Linked DNA regions of Nothobranchius furzeri: region 2 is linked to region 1. Evidence: chromatin contacts called from public Hi-C data. All regions are on one chromosome and are shown on one strand. Each heading gives the region's core, a stretch centred on a gene start, on an enhancer-like site or on the middle of the called end of the contact. The rest is flanking DNA. Distances are from core to core; before and after follow the strand shown. Region 1 overlaps rtkna (rhotekin a). Region 2 holds the start of polr3g (polymerase (RNA) III (DNA directed) polypeptide G).

What was found. Hi-C and Micro-C count contacts between places; a contact is called where the count stands out from the background.
Region 2: a Hi-C map of skeletal muscle shows a contact between it and region 1, with 3 times the contacts expected there. The contact joins the promoter of polr3g here to the enhancer-like site in region 1. A contact is called at or near these places in 2 of 2 Hi-C or Micro-C datasets (skeletal muscle and tail fin).

The regions. Positions count from the first base shown.
Region 1 is chr17:41,325,490-41,331,180 of NfurGRZ-RIMD1, forward strand. All of the region lies in intron 1 of rtkna (rhotekin a), which reads left to right. Among protein-coding and RNA genes, the nearest start is that of rtkna, 15 kb to the left of the region's middle. Within about 2 kb of position 2,657, at least 1 of the 3 cell types and tissues checked has an H3K27ac peak or open chromatin away from gene starts, as enhancers often do. A contact at or near this core is called in tail fin, where this site is marked.
Region 2 is chr17:41,396,707-41,402,317 of NfurGRZ-RIMD1, forward strand. It overlaps polr3g (polymerase (RNA) III (DNA directed) polypeptide G), which reads left to right and starts at 2,037. Exons shown (of 8, transcript XM_070546077.1): 1 at 2,037-2,055; 2 at 3,546-3,686; 3 at 4,448-4,577; 4 at 4,962-5,027; 5 at 5,110-5,169; 6 at 5,258-5,322. The coding sequence starts at 3,576. mblac2 (metallo-beta-lactamase domain containing 2) reads right to left here and starts at 3,100. Exons shown (of 3, transcript XM_054731435.2): 1 at 2,534-3,100; 2 at 1,494-1,651; 3 at 959-1,278. The coding sequence starts at 2,975. The coding sequence ends at 1,105.

The DNA of each region.
Region 1 (5,691 bases), core at 1,407-3,906:
TGGGCTCCCCAGAAGCCTCTGTGTAATCCATACCCTCTCCAGTAGTGTTAGTTATACAGTGTTTATAAAAGCCCCTCAGACATTACTGACATGTTCTAATATTATCAGATGAAAAACTAAATTATCAGACATGCTGTCTCATCTGCTGCTTTTCTAAACTTGCAAAAAGTAACAAAACTATTTGAAAGCCACTATTTGTGGATTCTTTGAAAGTTTCCATGGAGTGTGGGACAACTTATTTTTTCATTGATCCTATCGTCTAATCTCACAGCTGAAACAAGCATCCTGAATAATCTGTGCACAGGAAGCTTACCAATGCTGTAGTAAAACAAAAGGTATAATAATTTATTATTAATAAAACCTTGTTGCAGCACTAAAGCAGAAAAATGAGATTTTGCATTAAATATGCAAAATATTTACATATGAATTGTTTTAGAGCCCTTTTATTGGCAGAATCTGATATTAACTTAGTTCTTACAAAAAATGGGTCCCAACATGGTTTGTGTGGTGTTGCCATAGTGTGACGTCATAGGCACAGATCCCCTGTCCTCTTGTTTGGAAATGGAAATATGGTCACCCTATTAAACAAACTCTCCACCCGGGCTTTTGCGCTGCACAGAGACGCTTCGCTGCCTATGACTTTGAACGTCAGTTGAGAGTCAGTCTCATGCAGACTGACCAATGAAGAGAGGGCCTCAAGTTAAGACCCTCTCCTCATTGGTCAGTCCACACGAGGTGGGTCAAAGGTTACTCTGGGCGGGTTACGTGTTGTCAGGCATTCAAGTATTGAGTATATTTACTGCATATTACAGTAAAATATTCTGTATGTGACCACATTATGGTGATCCTCGGGTCGTGATGATGGAGCCCTTGAATATTGTTGCCCAGGGTACGACAAAGTGTTAATCTGGCCCTGGTTCTGCCGTCACATTCCCGCAGAAACTGGTTGATCACACCGGGGCCAGACTACTAGCATGTGGCTTTACAACCACAATGTCCTCGGAAGTAAAAACGCTTTTAAAAGGGAGGGAGGAGTCCTAACTGTTGCTGCAGGCGTGTTGTGTGAGAGTGCAGTTATATACTGGTTAATATATTTTTGGGTTCAGTTGCTTTCATGTGGCCTAATGTGAGTCTATTTGGGATCATTGGAATGATCAGCAGCATTTCTTGATGTGACTTTATGGCAGTTGCCCAGGGCATCATCGCAAGGAGGATGGCATTAATTTACTTTTGTTTTATTTGGTATTTTTTCAGTCATTTTTGGAAATAGTGATCAATTTTGATTAATTCACAGCCTATGGTTAATTACATTTAAAAATTAGTTGTTTGACATCCCCAGTTATAATAAATGTCAACAGATGAAATCAAACAAAACAGATGACAATTGCCCTTAAGCTGTTTAACTTGGACCAAGCATTTTAGGTCACAGATAGATGTAGCTTATAGGGTCTCTGTCTATACATCTTATAAGACAATTTAGGTGATGGCATGTTGTTTTTCTGCTATTGAACTGTTTTCTAATAATGTTGTGTTAAATAAAGTGAAGGAAGGAGAGAAATAACGTTTCCCTAGCAGTTTTTAAAAATTTCCCCATGTAATCCGATTAATCGATTAATCGTGTCGAGACCCCATCCGATTCATCGATTATCCAAATAATCGTTTGTTGCAGCCCTAGCGGCAGGCATACATAAGTCATTTACCCAAACAAAGCCATTCGGTCAAACATGGCCGTCGAAGAGATATAATTCCTCTCACTGATCAGACTTATGTTAAGCATAATTCTGCACACATGAAGACGCATAAGAGACCTGGATGATGAAGCTCAATGGTTAAAGGAATCACGGAAGCGGTGTGAAGCTGTGTGAAGCTCTCCGTCGCGCGTCTAGGAGACGGTACCGTAGGAGGCGAGCTGCCATGGTTCGCTGCATGCTACAGTAGCGAGCTATCTAGGTGCGCACAGAGTCCCCCGGTCCCCTCCTCCTCCCCCTCCTCCCTGTCCGGAACTCGACCTCACCAGTCTGAAGCCTCCACCCTGCCCGTGACAAGTCCGGTCCTGTTACTAGGGGCTTCGTCCGGTTTAATCGGAAAAGGTTATCCGGATGTTTGTATTCAGTCACAAAGGTCTTAAGGACAGAGTCCCGAATATTTCCGTTTTTCATGGCCTGTCTGAAGGGGTCTCGAGACACTTAAACTCCTCCACTTGGGGCAGGACCTCATGCCTGACCCGGAGAAAACATTCTACCGTTTTCCGACTGGTTAATGGTCATTACTGAAACAATCGAATGAAAACTCCTTTTTATTTGATAGTACTTTTTATCAACATAAATGTGGTATTTATTGGAATTTTTTAAAATAAATTTCCTTTTATCGTTTTCATTTAGTCTTAAAAGGGGAACAGAAAGTTTCTTTGGGTGATTTAAATGTTGATATATTTTTCCTTCCCTCATTTGTTTTAAAACCCACCAATGAATTTTTTTTTCTAGATTCCCTAAACAGATTAACTTTTGCGTTTTAGTGTGTTTAGTATTTCTATGAGGCAACTGTCAGGACACGGCTTAACAGCTGAGACCCTTTTGCTTGCGCCGTGAGTACACCCCACCCAGTCACACATTCACAGAGCCTCAGACTGGAAGCGTGAACATAAATAGTCGACAAGAACACGCACACAGGAAGTGAGTCGCACCCTTTCTCAGTATCCAGTTCACACACGTTGGTCTTTCCATCTGTAAGTCTGCTCTCTCTCTTTCTTCCTTACAGGGCTATGAATGAAGGCTGGTGTCATGAACTTGTCATTCATGATACCTGCAGTTTGTCAGCCTCTGTTTTACACACACACACACACACACACACACACACACACACACACACACACACACACACACACACACACACACACACACACACACACACTCACTGAGGCATGGATGGTGACTAAGCAGTAGTGTCTCACAAGTAAAGTCTACTGCACATTGTCAGACACAGACGAGCTTTGTTCGCCCAATGTACGGTGTCCTAGCGAAACCGTCACTGCCTGCAGAAAGACAGAGATGTGCAGAGACGGATTAATCACTGAACACACACCTTCAGATGTGGAAACTCCCTTCACGCATCATCAAACTTGTCTCATTCCTTTTCCACTTTAGTTAGTGAGCTGAATGAAGCGATTAGTCCAGAACTTCCCCTCTAGTTGGAGGAATCCTGGGAAAATATCACAATAGGAAGATTTTGATCCTGCAATGTGTTGTAGCATCATGAATTTCCTGTTTTTGACCTAAAGGTCATGATCTGCTGCATCTGCTCTAGCAGAGACATAAAGTCTCTGACAGGCTAATCTACATGAGATAGTGGCCAAGGTCTTTCATGCACTCTGCTCATCTGAACTGCTTCACCTTTGTTACAGCTCAATACGAAGACGAACACTTTTGATAAATACATAATTAACAACTCTGTTATTACCAATAATAATGTGAGCCCAATGTTCAATCAATCTGTGAAATGACAATGTTAGTACTTGATATTATAATCCTGTGATCAGTAGTATTTTACAAGTTATTATAATCTTGGACATTTGCACAAGACACTAATGACACGTAATGCTAAAGCCACATGACACATTTCTTTTTGTCTGATCCAATCAGAACCTTTGTTTCTGGCGCGAGGTGTGGTTTTCTGTGGTGTTTGTATAAACCCCCTTTTGCATGTCAAATTCTGATTCGCCACTAAACCAAAATATTACAATTATAAAAACTCTTCCATGCCACCTTTTCTTTAGTTCAAAGCGTTCTAGAGGAGTCTCGGACAGGCCATCCGGACTTCCTCGAGAACCTCGACAAGCTGGATAAAATCTGTTGCAAGTTACACCTGACCGCAACGGTTCCTTCAGAATAAAAGCTGAACCTCACGACCCTTTCAGGGTCTCTGAGATGCCAGTGTTAACCTGTCGTGACCTGGAAGCATTCCAAGACTAGTTTGGTCGGCACCACTGCTTTTCTACCGGCTTCGGTACCAAGGAGGGTCCAAGAGGACCTCGGCATTCTGGATCTAACGGAGGCTTCCCCTGGGTACGTAGACCGACAGATGGCGTTTCATGTGTGTTTTAAATCTCCTACTAAAGTTTAGAGCGAAACATTCACTCCCACTCAGAACTAAATGCTTCTCCGGATCCTAAGGTTCTGATAACCACATTCCACACATACATCGTTCATCTCACGTCTCACTCCACCTTAGTCCATCAGTACACAGAGTGTTAAAGTTAGTCTTGTTTAACTTGTGTAGAAACAACTGACTCTCTGACAGTGTGAACTAAGCTCTACCAAATAATAGGAATGGATGGATGTTGATCAATAATAATCAAGTGAATGATCTGTGGAATAAAGATGTCATGATTTATGTGTTTAATGAAAACAGGACTACTGCACAGACAGACTGACCCTCATCTCCATAGAAACGCATGACACATTGTTCCAACAAATCAGAGCTTTCGGCTGCCGTAAGAGAATCTGGCTTGTTGAATTAAAGTGTCCAATCCCGTTTACTAAAACTTAAAACAACTCAGAGATATAAAAACAAGGCAACGCCATTTTATGGGCAGTTCCATTTTGACTTCAGTTCTGTTCAGTTGGAAGTCCTACGGGGTTCCACCGTCATCAAAAGAGAAGTACAGCCTGGCCAGATGTGCTTTCTTCTTTAACTGAGAACTGTGAAGCTACTGGAGATTTCCGTTGTTTACCAACAAGACGACATCCCTTCAAAATAAGAGCACCACTAGCTGACGCTGCCGATGGTACCGGGGTCGACCCTTCAGACGGGCTTTGACGTGCTGTGACCGCTGCTTCAACCAGCTCCAGTACACATCCGAGGTCCTAAGACCTGGCATTTCCTGATCTACCTGGGAGACTCCACAGGGTACGTACACGGCAAAATAGCTGCTCATGTCATCAGCTTCCGAAGCCTCGTGGTCCCGTAGTCATAACAACCAGATACGCTCCGTCAGCCTAAAGATCCTGAACAAAACACACACGCACGCACCAACACAACATCCAAATCCATTTTCATCCATCACAGAGTTAGTCTTGGTAGATTGTTAAGAATTTATAATTAAGAAATTAAAGATTCTTAAACGATCCCAACTCTCTCTCTTTTCTTGTCTCAAAGTCAATACAGAGTGTTTAATTAAACTCCCTGATGATAAAAACAGCCCATCTTCTGATTATAAAACTAGATCTACTTACATTATAATAAAATACAACTCTAGATCGTTACATCACTTTATTTCACTACAGGTGGTATTAAAGAATATAAAATGCTGATTAAAGTTTAAATAAAGCTAACAGGAAAAGTATGTTGTTTCTTTTGGATTGAGTGAAATCACATTTATCAGTTTTAATCCTGTTTGTCTGCCTCTGTGAGCCGAATCTTTCATTCCAAACAGCCTTTATCCTCTGGAGGGTCTTATTATGTCAACCACTTGAGGCTCAGGTCTCCTGATTTAGCAGGAAAGTGGATCTTTTTGTCAGATTTTTCAGCACTAACCCACTTTTCTGCTCCAGATTACACAGAGGAAGTAATTCTTTGTCTTTGCTTGAACACAGACGGACAGAGATTAGCTTTTTTGTTTTGAGTTTCTTTTCATTGTTCATTTCTGTTTGCTCTCACCAAAAGAGGCTTTAGGCCTATCAACATTAACTAACT
Region 2 (5,611 bases), core at 787-3,286, 71 kb after region 1:
CGAAAGGGCCGGTGGCGCCAGTGCGTCAGCAGTCTCGCCTCTGTCAGTGCGCCCCGGGGCAGCTGTGGCTACATTGTAGCTCATCACCAGGGTGTGAATGGGTGAATGACCGATTGTGCTGTGAAGCACCTTGGGGGGCAGTAGAACCCTAAGAATTAGCTACACATATACAGGGTATTTATCATTTAATCTACCTTAGAAAATAAAAACATAACAGCCAATTTTACATACACTGAGCAAAGAGGCGGTGTCATATTAGTGATGACTCATCCACCTCACACACCCAAGGAGCTATTGTTCAGTGTGTGAGATATCTGCATAAAACTTTGCCATTAACAGCTTGGAGTTAATGGGAAAATATTTCCTGCAACCACTCAATGGATTCCAGCAAAACTCTCCCAGCAGCCGTCGCCAGCAGCAAAGGAGCTTCCCTTTAGACCAGAACAGTGCTTTTAGTTTTGGATTGCTGAATGGGTGATGGGCTCACACGGTTTCATTAGTTGCAATAATCCCAGGGAGATGTCCACAAACGTAAACAAGCTGAGAAAAGCTGCAGTGGAAGAATAGAGAGAGGCGTGCAGAGCGGAAAATTTTAATTGTCAGATATTCGACAGCAAAGCTGTATAGTAGTCGACAGTACAGAGCACCGTAACAAACATAGGAGGTAGTTGACACCGGGTCTTCACTGAGCATTGTAATAATATGCATAGAGAAAAGCTATGGCCATAGCCACAGAGGAGAACCCAAGCTCCCCGTTCTCTGTAGTGCACGTGTGCTGTTGTGCTATAGAAGAACTTCACATCTGCTTAAAGTATAAAAAAAACATCTATTCATACTATATGATCAACATACACATAATAATTAATAAATAGAATAACACTTGTAAATATTTGCTTCATATGAAACAGATTCTTGACTTATGTAAACCCATTAGGGGCATTTTTGACTGTAGTTTGGCAATTATATGATTTCTGTTGGATTACATAAGTAAGTAAAGAGTTATATTAAATAAGGATGTTTGCATTTCCTCTCCTTTTATTATTTTAGGTCCTTTGTATTAAAAGATTCTCCTTGTGCTTCCCTCAGCTCTGTGTGCTGCTCTCATTAGCAGGCACTGCGTGGGTTGGAGGCCCGCAGTGCCAACCCGGCCATAGTTCTCCAGGCCAGTGTGGAAAACTTTGCGGAGCACGTTCCCGCCCTGCTGACATACGTGGACGCGAGGCGGTGCAGGCGCTTTGCACCGAAGGCGTTGTAGTGGCCGGGAAGAACTTGGTCCACCTGTTGGGATGTATTCAGCTTCAGAAATAGTGTGTGGCACGTCTACTTCATTAACCACAAAATAGCAACTTTTATTATCTAATATAATCAATTACTCTAAATAGGATTAGGCTCTATTATTCTGAATTAACTGCCCCCCTGGGAGCTTTTTGTGTTACCTGCTCGCTGTCCACCAGCCCCACCAGACGCTCACAGCTGCTGACGTAATCACTGACCTGGCTATAGGGAAGCCAGTCGATCATGGCGCCATCGTACACCACATCTCCACTGAACAGCAACTTATTGTCGCGGTCGTGGAGGCAAATGCTTCCTCGAGAGTGACCCGGCATGTGAAGCACCGTCAGCAGACGGTCGCCCAGGTTAATGACATCGCCTGGATGGGGAGAGAAAACTGTAATCATACAGAAGTGATGAAACACATTCCCAGGAATCCCACCTATCTGCAATCCCCGTTTTATAATATTTACTTCCACACCATACTGTGCCGAGTCTGGAAAATGCATCATAACACTGATTGGTTCCATGAGCAGCTCAGTGTGAAAAAGTGAGTGAAGCTGACACATGGCGCAAGGAGATATTGCGACTGCACTGCAGCAGTAACACTGACACAGCAGAATATTGACCGACAGAACTGAAATTATCCTGGAAACTGTACCAGAGATGAAACTTTGTGGCGACCAGCAGCCAGAGCTGCTCGGCTCAAATTCAGTCTGTCATACAACTTTCACCTCTATCATGCACATATGAGTAGTGCTGTGGCTCTTCAAAAACAGGAGGGTGAGTTTTTTGTATCAGTTATTGTGTATCCCCTGATGACTAAAATAGAGTAGCTGTTGTGTGGGACGCTTTCAGGAAGTGTGTTGTTGCTCAGGCTCTGTAATCTCCTCTTCCTGTCTAGAAGAAACAAAAGCCATCAACGTCTTCAGCATCTTCACCTAAAATAGAACAGCTGTATAGATAGACAGGTGATGGTAGATTCAGAGAAAAACTAAAGTAGATCAAATATCATGGGACCGTTCACAGCTAACCCCCGTTTGATGATGACCTGTCTAGTCTTGTTTACATTTGTCCGAGAACTAAACTAGAATATATTTAACATGCGGTAGGATTTCATCAGTAAATCACCTTTTTAGACTGGTATTTATGTTTATGGATGTGCATTTAAAAATGATTTTAATGCTAATTTCAAATGCAGAAGGATGAAAAATGCCATTACAGCTTACACTAAGCCCAGTCGGCTATATCTCCCACCTACCCTCCTGCAGTATGTGTGTGGGCTGCACAGCCTTGACTTTGTAGTGTCTAGCCCGCCATCCCGGACTGGGAGCCTCGGCTATCTCCCTGTCACTGAGCCAGGTGACCGTCTCGAAGTTGTCCCCGTTGGCCAGGGCGTCGACCTCCGCGCTGTGGACGCCCACCTGTTGGAACTGATGCAGCCCGCCCGAGTGGTCGAAGTGGGCGTGGGTGGCGATTGCCAGCAGCGGGTTCTTCCTCTGCGGGTCTTTTCCGAGCAGCCCCTTAGCGTCGATGTAGTCAGGTAAGCTCCTCAAGCCCAGACCCGTGTCTATCACCACGTCCTGGTGGGTGCCGCGCAGCAGCCAGATGTTGGCCCGGTTATCTGACTGGTAGAATCGCTCTTGGATCCAGAAGAGTCCGTCTCCGAGCGACTTGTGAGCGTACCAGTCGGTTCCAGACATCCCAGGTTAGCTGGCTTCGTGCTGTCAGGTGCTTCAGGGTCGTCGTAGCCTCCTAGCTAACAAGTAATGTGTTTTCATCAAGGCTAATATGATGATGTCCGCCCGCACACACCCTTCTTTGATACAAGCTTTGTCATTGGCTACTCAAGTGGATAACGACACTTCAATTCTGGTTTTCTATTGGGTGCATGTAAGCCACACCTTCTAAAATGTGACACGTGCGTGGGAAGCAAGTAGCCACATTTCTGTAGTTTGTACGGAGTACGCAGGCTTACCACCCGGTACGAGTAAAACATAGCTATAAAAACACGCTTCTGGTTAGTTTGGCTGTTTTTGGTGAATTCAGGAGAACGTTAACTCGCCGAACGATAGCCTAAATTACTCAATTAGGTATATTTAAAACTATAGAGACTCAGTAGGAGCTGGCACTGAAACAGACATAAGCAGCAGACCGCTAACTGTCCAATAGTGAGTATTAGCACGTACACAAAACAGTTTCTGACGTTTGTAAATGTGGTAAAAGCCTCATTAGTGTGAGGACGTGCTGGACAGTGATATTGTGTGTCGCAGCTACAGGAGGAGAAATCCACAGCCACCGTCATGGCTGGAAAGGGTCGTGGAGTGGGTGCCTTCACCTTCAACATAGAAGCTCTGGGCATCGGTAGAGGTAGCATGCCAGAAGCCAGGATGGGGCCAAGTCCATTGTTTCCTGTAAGTAACACACACACACACACACACACACACACACACACACACACACACACACACAGTCTGACTCACAAACCTACAATAGAAACTAGAAAACATTAGAATATGGTGCAACAATCAGTTTATTTCACTTGTATCTCTTAGACTGCGAGACCATCTAAGGGCTCAGGAACCCTTGGCAGATGTTTTGGATTCATTAGCTGATTAGAATGTGACAATGAATCTAGAATATTGAACCGTTTCACAATATTCTAACTGCCTGAGATTTTGAATGTGGTGTTTTCATGAGCTGTAAGCCATAATCATCACAGTAATAACAAATGCTTCAAATACCTGTTTTAGCATATAATGCATCTCTCATATATTAGTTTCACAGTTTAAATTGAATTACTGACATAAATGAAATTTTGCACTATATTTTTTCAGTCTCTCTCTCTCTCTCTCTCTCTACTAAAGTGCAAACAAGTTCTAAACAAGCAAATTGAACCCATTTTTTCCCCAATTGTAACTATAGTTACATCATATAAGGGCAGACTTTGATAAGAAACGACTGCATTCTGAAAGCATGAAAAACATCTGCAATAACAGACATCTGGAGGAAACAGGGTCTTTGAGGGTAGTTTTGGAGCAGCTTTTGTTCCAATTGGTTTAATTCCCCTTTAGAAAAATGAAGATGGATTATTTTGAGCTCATCTGTCCAAAAGTCTTGATTAAAATTAAACACAGCCTTAGTTATTTTGTTTATGTAACATCTGTTCTCCTAGAATACAGAATTTAAACCCGTTCCACTGACAGTCGGTGAAGAAGAGGAGTACATGCTGGCCCTAAAACAGGAAATGCGAGGAGCAATGCAACGGCTGCCGTGCAACATAAAATATCAGACCAAAAAAGCAGGTGAGCGGGAGAGTGGTGCATTGGAACCCATCATCTGAGAAAATCATTGTGAGCGTAGATAATGCAGCTTTTAGGAACCGAGACATTTAGTCAGTCATGTCTTGGGAAAGAGCTGAATCCTGGCAGAAAATCGAGTTAGTCTCATCTTGCAGTATTAAGCTAATGTATTTGGTTCAGCATTACAAATGTTTCAAAGTATCCTCATTGAAAAGAGTGAATGATTTAGTTTTTTTCTGAATCGTCATTCCTTTAGTTGCTGATTTGGTCTTTAGGCAGATTTCTGATTGTTTTGGACAACAATCAGCTATAATTCTCATATATTCCTGAATACATACTGAGCATGTTTTCATGGGACTGAGCTGTTTCTTGTTTTACATGAAACAGAAGTGGAGAAATACACTGAGCGATACCTGAAGCAAAGCCAGATTGTGGATGATGAGTGGACTCCAGGTACATTTACAAACACACAATCAGATAATTGGACCATTTTGTTCTTTAAAGATCATTCTAAGTATTATTCTTTGTATTTTAGACTGGAACCTTTTTCCAAAAGAACTGATGCCCCGAAGTAAAAAGCCTCGATCTAAAGTGGGTATGTTATTGCGCCCATGTTTGTGAAACGCTTTATTATGAAGTAACTTTAAGACTTAATATAAAAGCTTTACTTTTTACTTTAACAGGCATAAAGAAGAAAGCTGTGAAGGTTTCAGTCAAAGAGGCCGCTAACATTATAAATAAACTGGATGTAAGTTATTTTCTACACTTTTTAAAATGGGGAAAAGATCATCACAGTTACTTTTTTCAAATCGCATTTATGTAATCTAATTACTTACCGAGTTTGGAAGCACTATCCAGAGTTCACATTTTAAAGAGTCTTCAAGCATCGGTTCAAATCAACACTGGTTGGTGGTGATTACAGTTTAAAAATATAAGTAATTGGACATGTTTTACTTTTATCTCAATAAAAGACAGTAGGGAAATTCAGTTGCTACAGCAGCACAGACAGAGAAAAGGAAGAAGAAAAATAATACCAA